Regions from separate parts of the Zea mays genome. Here region 2 is linked to region 1. Evidence: chromatin contacts called from public Hi-C data. All regions are on one chromosome and are shown on one strand. The core of a region is the stretch at or near the end of the contact, and the rest is flanking DNA. Distances in the headings are between cores, read along the strand shown.

Region 1 (4,919 bases), core at 1,605-4,104:
AAATCTGGTTTGGGTTTGCATTGCAGTCCTGACTGCACACTGCCAAAGACGGAACAACTGAACAAGACCTAAAAAACAATGAATAACAACTGAAATTTTATGTATGTATACGTATTGGCAAGTTTGTATTGCATTGTGTTCAAAACCTAGGAATTTTATGTATATACGTATCGGGGGCAAGCAGAAACTTACATTCGTATCCATACAGCTCAGGGATATAAAACAGAAAAAAAATACATATAACATAGTCTTTTGCAATGCACATTATCCTTCCCAGAAGGAGCCAAGTATTATTTACTTCATGGTTGTTTATTGGAAGGAGACCAAGTGGTTGGATCTTTACGAGAACCACTCATCAACGGTGGAGGAGATGGCCCAGACGAACCAGGACCAGGAGGGAAAAACGGTAACGGCGGAAACGTCCACGGGAACGACGGCGGCGGAGGCGGTGGTGGAGGTGGAGGAGGTGGCGGTGAGTAAAGTGACGGTAGCGGTGGGAAGTGCGGGAGAGGAGGCAGGTGTGGAAGCGGTGGCATAGGGAACGGGAATTGTGGCGGCGGCGGTGGCGGAGGCGATGGTGTTGTAAAGATCGGCGGCAGATGAGGAAACGGGAACGAAGGCGACGGCGGAGGCGACGGTGGCGTCGTCCATGGCAGTGGTGGCAGCGGGAAAGGGAACGCCGGTGGCGGAGGCGACGGCGGGGTGAAGAACGGCAGCGGTGGCAGCGGGAACGGGAACGCCGGCGGCGGCGGGGTGAAGAACGGTATGGGCGGGAACCACGGCCGCGGCGTGCAGAACGGGATGGGCGGCCACGGCCACGGCGGGCAGTAGAACAGGGACGTGTTCAGCGCCGCCGCAGGCGGTGACAGGCCGGCGGCGCCGCCGCACTGAGCTGGGCCCGGCTTGCTGGGGCGGTAGTAGAGCGAGTTGAGGCTGTAGAAGCAGGCGCTGGGGTCCTGGCTCGGCAGAGAGATGTGGCCGACCGTGGTGGTCACGGCCGGCACGCCGCACAGCGCGGACGGGTTGTCCAGCACGGCCGCCCGGCAGAAGGACTCGCCGGCGGTCGCGCCGGGCGCCGCGCACTCGAAGCCGTCGATCGCCGGGATGTCCAGCTGGTACGCGCCGTCGCTGTTGGTCACCTTCTCGGCCGTGATCTTGATCTCCTCCTTGGAGTTCGAGTTCACTTTGATCATGCAGTCCAGCCGGACTCGGACACCTGAATGAGGAGACTGACAAATTCAGAGAAATGGATATAACGCGGTAGGTTTAAGTGGGCTAACTGATCAATTCTTTATATCAGAATGGCTTCAGATGTAGATTCATACAGAGATGTCAGATGCAGATGAGTAAAGCTGGTGTCGCTTAGCAAATATTTGGCATGTGCTAGCCAAGTTGGTTAAGTGATCTAAATAGCACTTCTCAGATTTTGAGTTCGACTACATGTGAAAATGAATTTCAGGCTGTGTTTAAAAAAAATCTCCTCGTCTGTTCCACGCTAAAGCTTAAGTCTAAAGTCTAATCCCGGTCACGGTCGTTTCTCATATGGTCTACGGCAGGGCCGCTGTGTATGGGTGAGTCAGGGGTTCGAAGGTTTCTGGACTTGTGTGAGAATATAATGTCGGGAGAATGTCTTACTCTCGCAGTCGAAAATTTGGCATGTGTTTATGTTTGAATTCAAGCACGCCAACAATTTGATAAGTACAGTACAATTCAAAGTTGTGCTTCATCCCTGCTATAGCTAGAACTCAGAATACGCAGATGCAATTGGTGTCCATTTGGCATTTCTGTGCAATGTAATTGTGTCAGTAAACGTTCCCAGTTGGGCTGAATTTCCTTGTGTTATGGACTTTGGTCCTCGAAGAAACGTACATATTTAAACAGTAAAATGATAGAATTATATACAAATGGGATATGAATGTTGACTCAAAATCCATATTCACACCTACCTATTGACCTAGTCAATAGAGTACACATATTTTTATGTTTTATATTTTTACTTAAGTATAAATAGAAATCGTTGCTAGTCATTAAATTAGGCCTTCTTCAGAAGAATGCGGGAACCTTTTCCGTTTTCTTATGCTTTATGTTGTTTCTGTGAAAATAAACTATTCCTATAAAAATCCTGTATGCTCTGAGATTTCTGCAATCCAAGTGGGCCTCAAGCAAGTCGTGCATCCTAGCCGCCGTGTTACCTTGTTGGGTTGCCAAACCAGGACAAGGGCTTGCCAGTTGTTCTGCGTATGATTCTTCAACAGTTATTGGAAAGATGGACAGGGAAATTCTTGCTGGTAGAAATACAATCTTTTTTCGTGTTAAAGGCTAGTTTGAGAGCTGAAATATTAGAGAGGATGGGAGGGAATAAAATCTAATTTTTATTCAAAATTGAATAATAAGGCGATTTTACCCAACCCTCTCCGTTTTTTTGGCTTTTATGGCTCCCAAATAGCCCTAACAGTAGGAAATTATGAAGCGGGGCAGCAGGAAACACAGGGCATGTCCACAAGCAATTCGCAGACACAGTATTGAAAGGATTGAAGTTCCGAAAATATCGTCAGAATTCTGAACGAAAACATTTAAAAGGTATTATTACGCTCCATTTGCACAGAAAAATGTGGGCGTGGACATTGCAGCCGATGGATCAAAGTACCTGGCAAGAAGTAGCTATTCTTGGAGAAGGAGCTGGTGGAGCAGGCGTCACAGAACACGGTGCCCACCACCGTGAGGTTAGCGGCGGCGCCGCCACCACCGTGAGAGCTCTGGCATTGCGCGCCGCCAAGAAGAGCGGCAAACAAGAGCGCGAGAGGCAGCCCCAGCTGGTTGCAGCGCCTCCTCATCTTCACACAGACAGAGCTCGTGTGAGAGCTGCGAGGAGGCTCTCCTCCTCCTGCTTATATCCAATCTCGTTAAGTACAGGTACAGCAGCACGTCCGCTTCAGCCTCGGAAGGTGCAGAGGCATCTACGCCCAGCCAGCCAGCCACAGCTCCCACAGACAGGTGGGCCTCTCTGATCATTGAGCGAGCGAAATGTGCAGCAGCCAAGTACTCTAGTGGCATGGTGGACGTCTGAACTCTGAAAGAGAGATGAGGACGCATCCCTCCAACCCGCAAAGAAACAAGGGCATGTGAAGGGCGTCTGGACCCTTTCTGCCTGCGCCGCGATTAACAAAGGCGCGCCGACTCTGAATTTCGCAGGCGTTCCGGGCGTCACGGGTTCCGTTCTGGTGGTTCTGGAAGCATCCCGGTTTTGGATTGGAGCCTACCTCTGCATTCATTCGTAGCAACTAACAGGTCCAAGGATGGATGGCTCGTGTGTGTTGATGCCATTGCCATGCGTACTCCAACCTTGCAGATGGAATGGAAGAGCTGTGGAGTTGAGATTGGGTCGGCCGAAGAGGTGGCCGAGCAGGGGCGGAGCAAAAGGGGCCGGCAGGGGCCATGGCCTCTCCCAAAGCTGCGACATAGACAAGAGAATATATATAGTCTAAATTGTGGGTATCTAAATATATATACTCTAAATTTTGTGCAGCATAATAATAAAATTTTTTAATATAGTGTTTGGTAATACATGATCTATAACTCTGTTGTAGTATGTCAACCAAAGTCTAAAAGAGACAAAGAATATAAGATAAAATATTCGTTGAATGATCAATCGATGCATAAAACGTCACACCTAATTCGTTTACAGACGCTGGTATCTGAACCTCATCCCTTTAGGATTCATCCTGTCGTCTGGCTAGCCAACTGTCGATTGCTGCTGACCACTTGACTTGCCTCTGCATGTGATCACACGAAGCAGTAGAATGAGTGCCAGCAACTTATATACATACTACATTAGATCTCGTGAATAATAAAATCTATAGATTTCAACGAAAGTTGTCACCTGATAGTTGGTGTGTATACAATAAATTTAACATGTACGAGCGTAGATTGACGAATTTTCATCGATCCTCGAGACTAGTTGGATTTTTGAATTCTCTCGTAAATTTGTTAGTTATCTCATGAACACTAGAGTCATTATATAAAAGTTGAATATATTCATCGTTATGTCGTCTTTATTTTTTTTGGTATTGTTCTTGTGTCATAACTTTAGTTCAATATATCAATTAGCTATAAAATAGACTCATGAATTAAAATAATTTATAAAAATTTAAAATTCTTATTACATAACAAGTGATTAAACTTAGTAATATTATATAATATTTTTTATTATCTCTACTAACTATTAAGGGGGCAGTGTAGACTGCTGCCGCCGCATCCCCTTCCACCCGCAGATAACGCGCACGCCCGCACCACACCCGCCGCGATTCCCTAACGGCCGCGGATCACGCGCTGCCCCCGCCGCCACGATTCCCCTCCCCCTCCCGCCGCGATTCCCCTCACGCCCGCCCCCAGGCCGCGATTCCCCAACTGCCCACGGATCACGCGCACAAACCGCCCCATCCGCGAGCCGAAGCAAACCCTAGCGTTGTTGGAGTAGTAGCCTACGACCGATGGCTGTGGCGGCGATCCTGCCGGGGCTGGGGACACAAGTGCTTATCCGGACCGTCCATCCTATGTACCCTACCCCCCGCGTGCGTCGCCCCCAGATCCCCCGGTCGTCTGGCGGCGCGCGGAGGCCCCGGGGCGAGATTTGACGGCGTCGGCGACCTCCTGCCACTGCGGCCGGCGGAGGCTCCCGCGGTTGAGGTCGAGGTAGCGCGAGCCCCAGGCGTCGACGAGCGCGGCCGTCTCGCCCTCGCTCCAGCAGTCCTCCCGGTACGGCAGGTTCGGGTTCGGCGGCAACTTCCTGTCCTTCGCTCCTCCTCCCAGATCTCTCCGCGTCACGACGACGCGGCAGAGAAAGCCAGGAACTCCAAAGGTGAAAGGTCCGAGTTCGGGTTCGGAAGCCAACCCACACCACTCCACCACACCCTACTCGA
Region 2 (5,203 bases), core at 1,731-4,230, 180 kb before region 1:
CATCCCACTCATTCAGCGCCTCTGCCAGTGAGTCAATGGTCTCGATATCCAGATGGTTTGTCGGCTCATCAAGCAGTAGCAGTTGCGGCTGCCTATATGCCAGCCATGCAAAGATGACGCGGCTCCTTTGCCCATCAGAAAGATTCTTCATCGGCATCACCTGCGCCTTTCCTGACAGGCCGAACCTGCCAACAGCGGCACGCATCTTTTCTTCTTCAGTCCCAGGGTATTCCTTCATCATGTAAGCCAGGGCTGACATGTCCAGGTCCAGCTTCTCCGCCAGATGCTGATGGTACTGCGCAATGCGCAGGTGATTGTGGCGCCGAACCATGCCATCTAATGGAACAAGGTCACCAGTCATAAGCTTCAGAAGAGTGCTCTTCCCTGCCCCGTTGGGACCAACCAATGCGATTCTAGAGTCAAGATCAACACCAAAGTCAAGGCTCTTGTATATGAGATTATCTGGTGTATACCCAAACTTGACTTCAACAAATTGAAGCACGGGCGGAGGAAGCTTGCCAACATCTGTAAACCGGAACACTAGAACTCTGTCCCTAACAACCTTCTCTGTGAGACCACCTCGCTCCATCTTTGCAAGAGTTTTCTCTTTGCTCTGAGCCTGACGAGCAAGCTTTGCAGAACCATGACCGAAGCGAGCAATGTACTCCTTCATTGAAGCAATCTGTTCCTGCTCCCATTTGTACTGCTTCATTTGATTCTCTTCAAGCTCAGAGCGAGTTTGAACATACTGATCGTAGTTACCAGTGTATAACTTGAGCTTCTTGCTTTGCATATGGATAATGTTAGTGCACACTCCATTTAGAAAATCTTGAGAGTGTGATATGACAACAAGTATGCGGTCAAATTTCTTCAGTGTCTCTTCCAACCAGACACAAGCCTCAAGATCTGCAAATGAGGGTAAAGAATTAGAAAACGATGCATTCAAGACCTGAGTTGAAAACAGCCTGTAAAAACTAATTTTGACAGGACACATAAGAATTATTCAATTTTGGCAGTGCTATTCAAAAGTATAAAGTAAGGGTGTGCAAATGTTCGTAAGAATTCACAAGGTATCATTTATGTTTGGGTGAAACCCATCTATCAATGCCTGAAGGAAGCTGCCTTACTAATTAATGAAATGTAAAGTTGTGCAAATGTGCATATGGATATGAAGTTCCAACTTGTATAAATAAATATTTCACTGATAGCAGGGTCCCAATTAAATTTCTATCTACTGAAAACATAGTATTCTAATTACATTTCCATTGATTTTTTATTTCCCAAGACTTACCTAGATGGTTTGTGGGCTCATCAAGCAAAAGGATCGTTGGATTCATAAAAAGTGCTCTTGCCAAAGCAATCCTCATACGCCAACCTCCAGAGAAATCTTTAGTTTTCTTTGTCTGCATTTGTTTGTTAAAGCCCAGACCGAATAATAATTCAGCAGCCCGCTTTTCTGCAGTTCCAGCATCCATTGCATCTAGACGCTCATAAACACGTTCCAAAGCTTCACCACCACCATCATCCTAAAAATGCAACCAGCTTTAATTTATAGTTTGCAACATGAAAAAGGCAGTACATAGAGAAGGAACATATGAAAGTAACAATTCTGTGATTCCAGGAGCTCGCCTGTGCAGCCAAAATTTCAGCTTCCTTTTCCAATTTCACTCTTTCTTCGTCACAAGTAACAACAGCTTGCAGTGCGGACATGTCAGAAGCTTCAATCTCATGGCTTAGATGGTATATGTCCATGTGTTCAGGGATAGGAAGTTCTCTGCAGCCTATTGCTGTGAGAAGAGTAGATTTCCCACAGCCGTTCAACCCAAGCAAACCGTATCGCCTGATATATCAAATAAAAATATAACAGATGAATGGTATCAGTGACGTGCTCCAAGAGCATACCTGCTCATAACTGAATGGTAGCATTGTATATTTATGTTTTTACCTCCCGTAGTTCAGCTCCAACTCAGAATCCACAATAAGGTCATGCCCATGGAATGTTAAAGAGAGAGACTCTATCTGCAACATAAAAAAATTAGATTATTAGGGAACTAGGAAATCACCAATCAGCAAAGAGCTAAACAAATCAACAGGAGATGTAGCACCCAAATATTGAATCAAGAGAGTTCTAATTTAAATGAGGCCAAAAAATCTCTTTCAATTCCTTTAATGGCAAAAGGAAGTGTCAGGACAAGTAATAGGAAAGAACCTCGGTTATTAGATATAGGATATTATCCAATGATACTGGATGCGGTATCAGAGGGCTTTGTTTCTTTCGTCCCTTTATGTGCTCATCTTTATTTCCCATCTAACAAAATAAACAGTAGTCGACTAATTCAAAGATCAAAAGGTCGATACCCACATCAAAACCAACAGGTCAGTCCGCCGTGGAATGAAACAAAGCAGTGGAGATCTCTAGCGATCAATCAAACATGTCGGCGATTCCAAGCGTCTCAAAGCTGACCCAGTATGCGCATGGAGAATGCGAGGAATGAATAGGGGAAATAAAATATACTGCTAGGTCCTCCGCGCCTGGGGCGGAGTGTAAAAGATTCACGCCACGAATCTCGAATGAACAGGAAGACGACGGTTGGGTAGGGAAGGGGTGCTCACGTGGATATCGCGGGAGAGCGGGTGAGACGCGAGGACGCCGGTGCAGGTCCGGTCCGATAGCTTGAGCGCCGCGACGCCGTTCGCCGCCTTGTCGACGGCCGCGGCCGCGGCCGCAGACGACGACGAGGAGGACGCCGCCGCGGCCTTGCCTCCCCTCTTGGCAGCCGCGGCGGCCTTCTTCTGGGCGGCCTTCTTCTTGCTGGCATCCGACACCATGGCGTCGAGTGCTTGGGGTTGGGAGACGCGGTGGTGGGCCTGGTGCCTGGTGGTGGCGGCGGCAATCGGGAGGTGAAGGGAAGGAGAGAAGGGGACTCAAGTGCTCGACTCCGACAAGCGCCTGTCGGCTGGCCACGTACTAAAAAAGATACTACTAGCTAGCTAGCCTAGTGGGGAAGGGCTGGCTGGGCTTCGTGTTGGGAATTTGGGATTGGGATCGGTTGGGCTGCTTGCTGGGCTTTGTGGACTTCTTTTCACATGGGCACACCGAAATGGGTCTTCTCTCGCAGGCTGCACTTGCAACTCACCCATAATAACGTTCGACGTTTAGGGTGTGTTTGGTTTAACTTTTAGTTTTGCCTTTTGTCCTTAAAAGCCAAAAGCTAAACCAAAAGGCTGGAATTAGTAAGTAACTTTTTCTAAAAATTGACTTTCTCACAGTACAAAACTAAAAGCACCTTTAGACCTGTTTTTAGTGGTTTTCGGATAAACTGTGAAAATATAAATGGAAGAACTTTTAGCGGCTTTTAGTAATTTCCACCAAATAATTTCTAACTTTTTTACTTAGTTCACAGCCCACAGCAGTTTTTTTCACAGCTCACAACCCACAACAGCTTTTTTCACAGAGCTGTAAAAAAGCTGATGTGGGCTGTGAGCTGTGGAAAAGGCTGTTGTGAGCTGTGAGCTGTTAAAAAACTAAAAACCGTTTGGTGGAAACCACTAAAAACCGTTAAAAGTTTTTTTATATATGTTTTCATAGTTCTATCCAGAAGCCACTAAAAGCAGGTCCAGTGGTGTTTTCAATTTTGCACCGCGAGAAAGTCAGCTTTTACAAAAGGTGTCTCCTGGATCCAGCCCTTTGGTTTGACTTTTGTCTTTTAGGCGGCAAGTCAAACCAAACACACCCTTAATTTTCGTTTCTATATTAGTGTTGGGGGCCTTCCTCTTCCGAAGGTCCTAAAAACACGACTAACATGTTTTCCAGTATAATATATTGTCACAGTAAGCTTCGGGTTTAAGACGAAGGCGTGTATGGTATGAAAAAGCTTGATCTCGAAGGATAGACCAACTCCGAAGCTATGGCTGAAGAAGCTTCGATTCAGCACAAGGATGATGATGAAGGATGAAACCGACTTAAAAGGAAAAGACTGCTCAGTCCTCGACAGATTACCTTTTAGCTAATAGTAAATGTCGGGGACATGAATGTAATTTTACCCAGGCTGTGTCCTGTGCATATAAATAGATGAACAGTAACACCGTACTATTCACGTTAACTTGTAATCATTCGCACGTCACCCTCGGATTTAGGTATAAATGTAACTTAATACCATTGATGTTTGTTCATGATTATATAATGTCGATATGAATAATTTAATGATTCAATATGTTTATTCATACTCTTTCTGTGATACATATGTTCATATTTATGTCGCTGTATGTTAAAACGATGAAGGTATGTCCTTCATGACCTTCGTCCGAAGATCATTATATCCTGAAGGAAATAATGTTACAAAGGACGAAGGCCTTTAACCATTAATATTTGTGTTGCCTTGTTCTTGATTCATAGCCGCCGAAGAAGTCATCAGGGCTAGGGGCTGCATTGCAGCCACTAGACATTAATCAAGAAACATTACGCCTCAGGAGGATGAGTTGGACCAAGAAATCAGGGACCTCGAAGCCATTCATCAACAGGTCCAGAAGAAGAAAGAAAAGATGCTTCGTCTCGCTGATCTTCAGAGGAAGATTGATGAGGCCGCCGAGGAAATGCGTCATCTCACCCAAGATGACCAAGACCGAAGGCCTCAACACAGAGAGCTTCGTCAAGACAATTCGTGCAACGATGATGAATGGTATGATGATTTCCATCATGGTAATTTTGCTTTTGATGATGCTTCTCCTCTAGCAGTAGAGTTGCAGGCTACCCCATGGCCCCCATCATACAAGCCACCTCAGCTTTCTATATATGATGGGCACTTAGACCCGAAGCTGTTCCTAATGAGCTATGAGGCAACCATATATTCATATGGGGGCAATACTGCAGTCATGGCGAAATCCTTCGTCATGGCAGTCAAAAGTGTAGCTCAAACTTGGTATTCGTCTCTCAGGCCAGGGACAATCACATCATGGCAGAAGCTCAAGGATATGCTAATCACTAGCTTCCAAGGCTTTTAGACGAAGCCAGTCACTGCTCAAGCTTTGTTTCAGTGCACGCAGGACAATGAGGAGTACCTTCAGGCGAATGTCCGAAGGTTCCTGCGTCTAAGAGCACAAGCGCCTATAGTGACCAATGAAATTGTCATTGAGGCCATGATCAAGGGGCTTCGGCCAGGACCTAAGGCTCAGTATTTTGCCAGGAAGCCCCCACAAACCCTAG

The links. A called contact is a pair of places that touch in the nucleus more often than the background predicts.
Region 2: a contact with region 1 is called in a Hi-C map of ear, with 2.1 times the contacts expected there. The contact joins the promoter of LOC103640881 here to the promoter of LOC100277782 in region 1. A contact is called at or near these places in 3 of 25 Hi-C or Micro-C datasets (ear, leaf and tassel).

Annotation. Positions count from the first base shown.
Region 1 is chr10:14,891,041-14,895,959 of Zm-B73-REFERENCE-NAM-5.0, reverse strand. LOC100277782 reads right to left here and starts at 2,854. Exons shown (of 2, transcript NM_001372525.1): 1 at 2,648-2,854; 2 at 137-1,216. The coding sequence starts at 2,834. The coding sequence ends at 300.
Region 2 is chr10:15,071,468-15,076,670 of Zm-B73-REFERENCE-NAM-5.0, reverse strand. It overlaps LOC103640881 (ABC transporter F family member 1), which reads right to left and starts at 2,980. Exons shown (of 5, transcript XM_008664337.4): 1 at 2,614-2,980; 2 at 1,946-2,019; 3 at 1,630-1,840; 4 at 1,292-1,526; 5 at 1-906. The coding sequence starts at 2,829.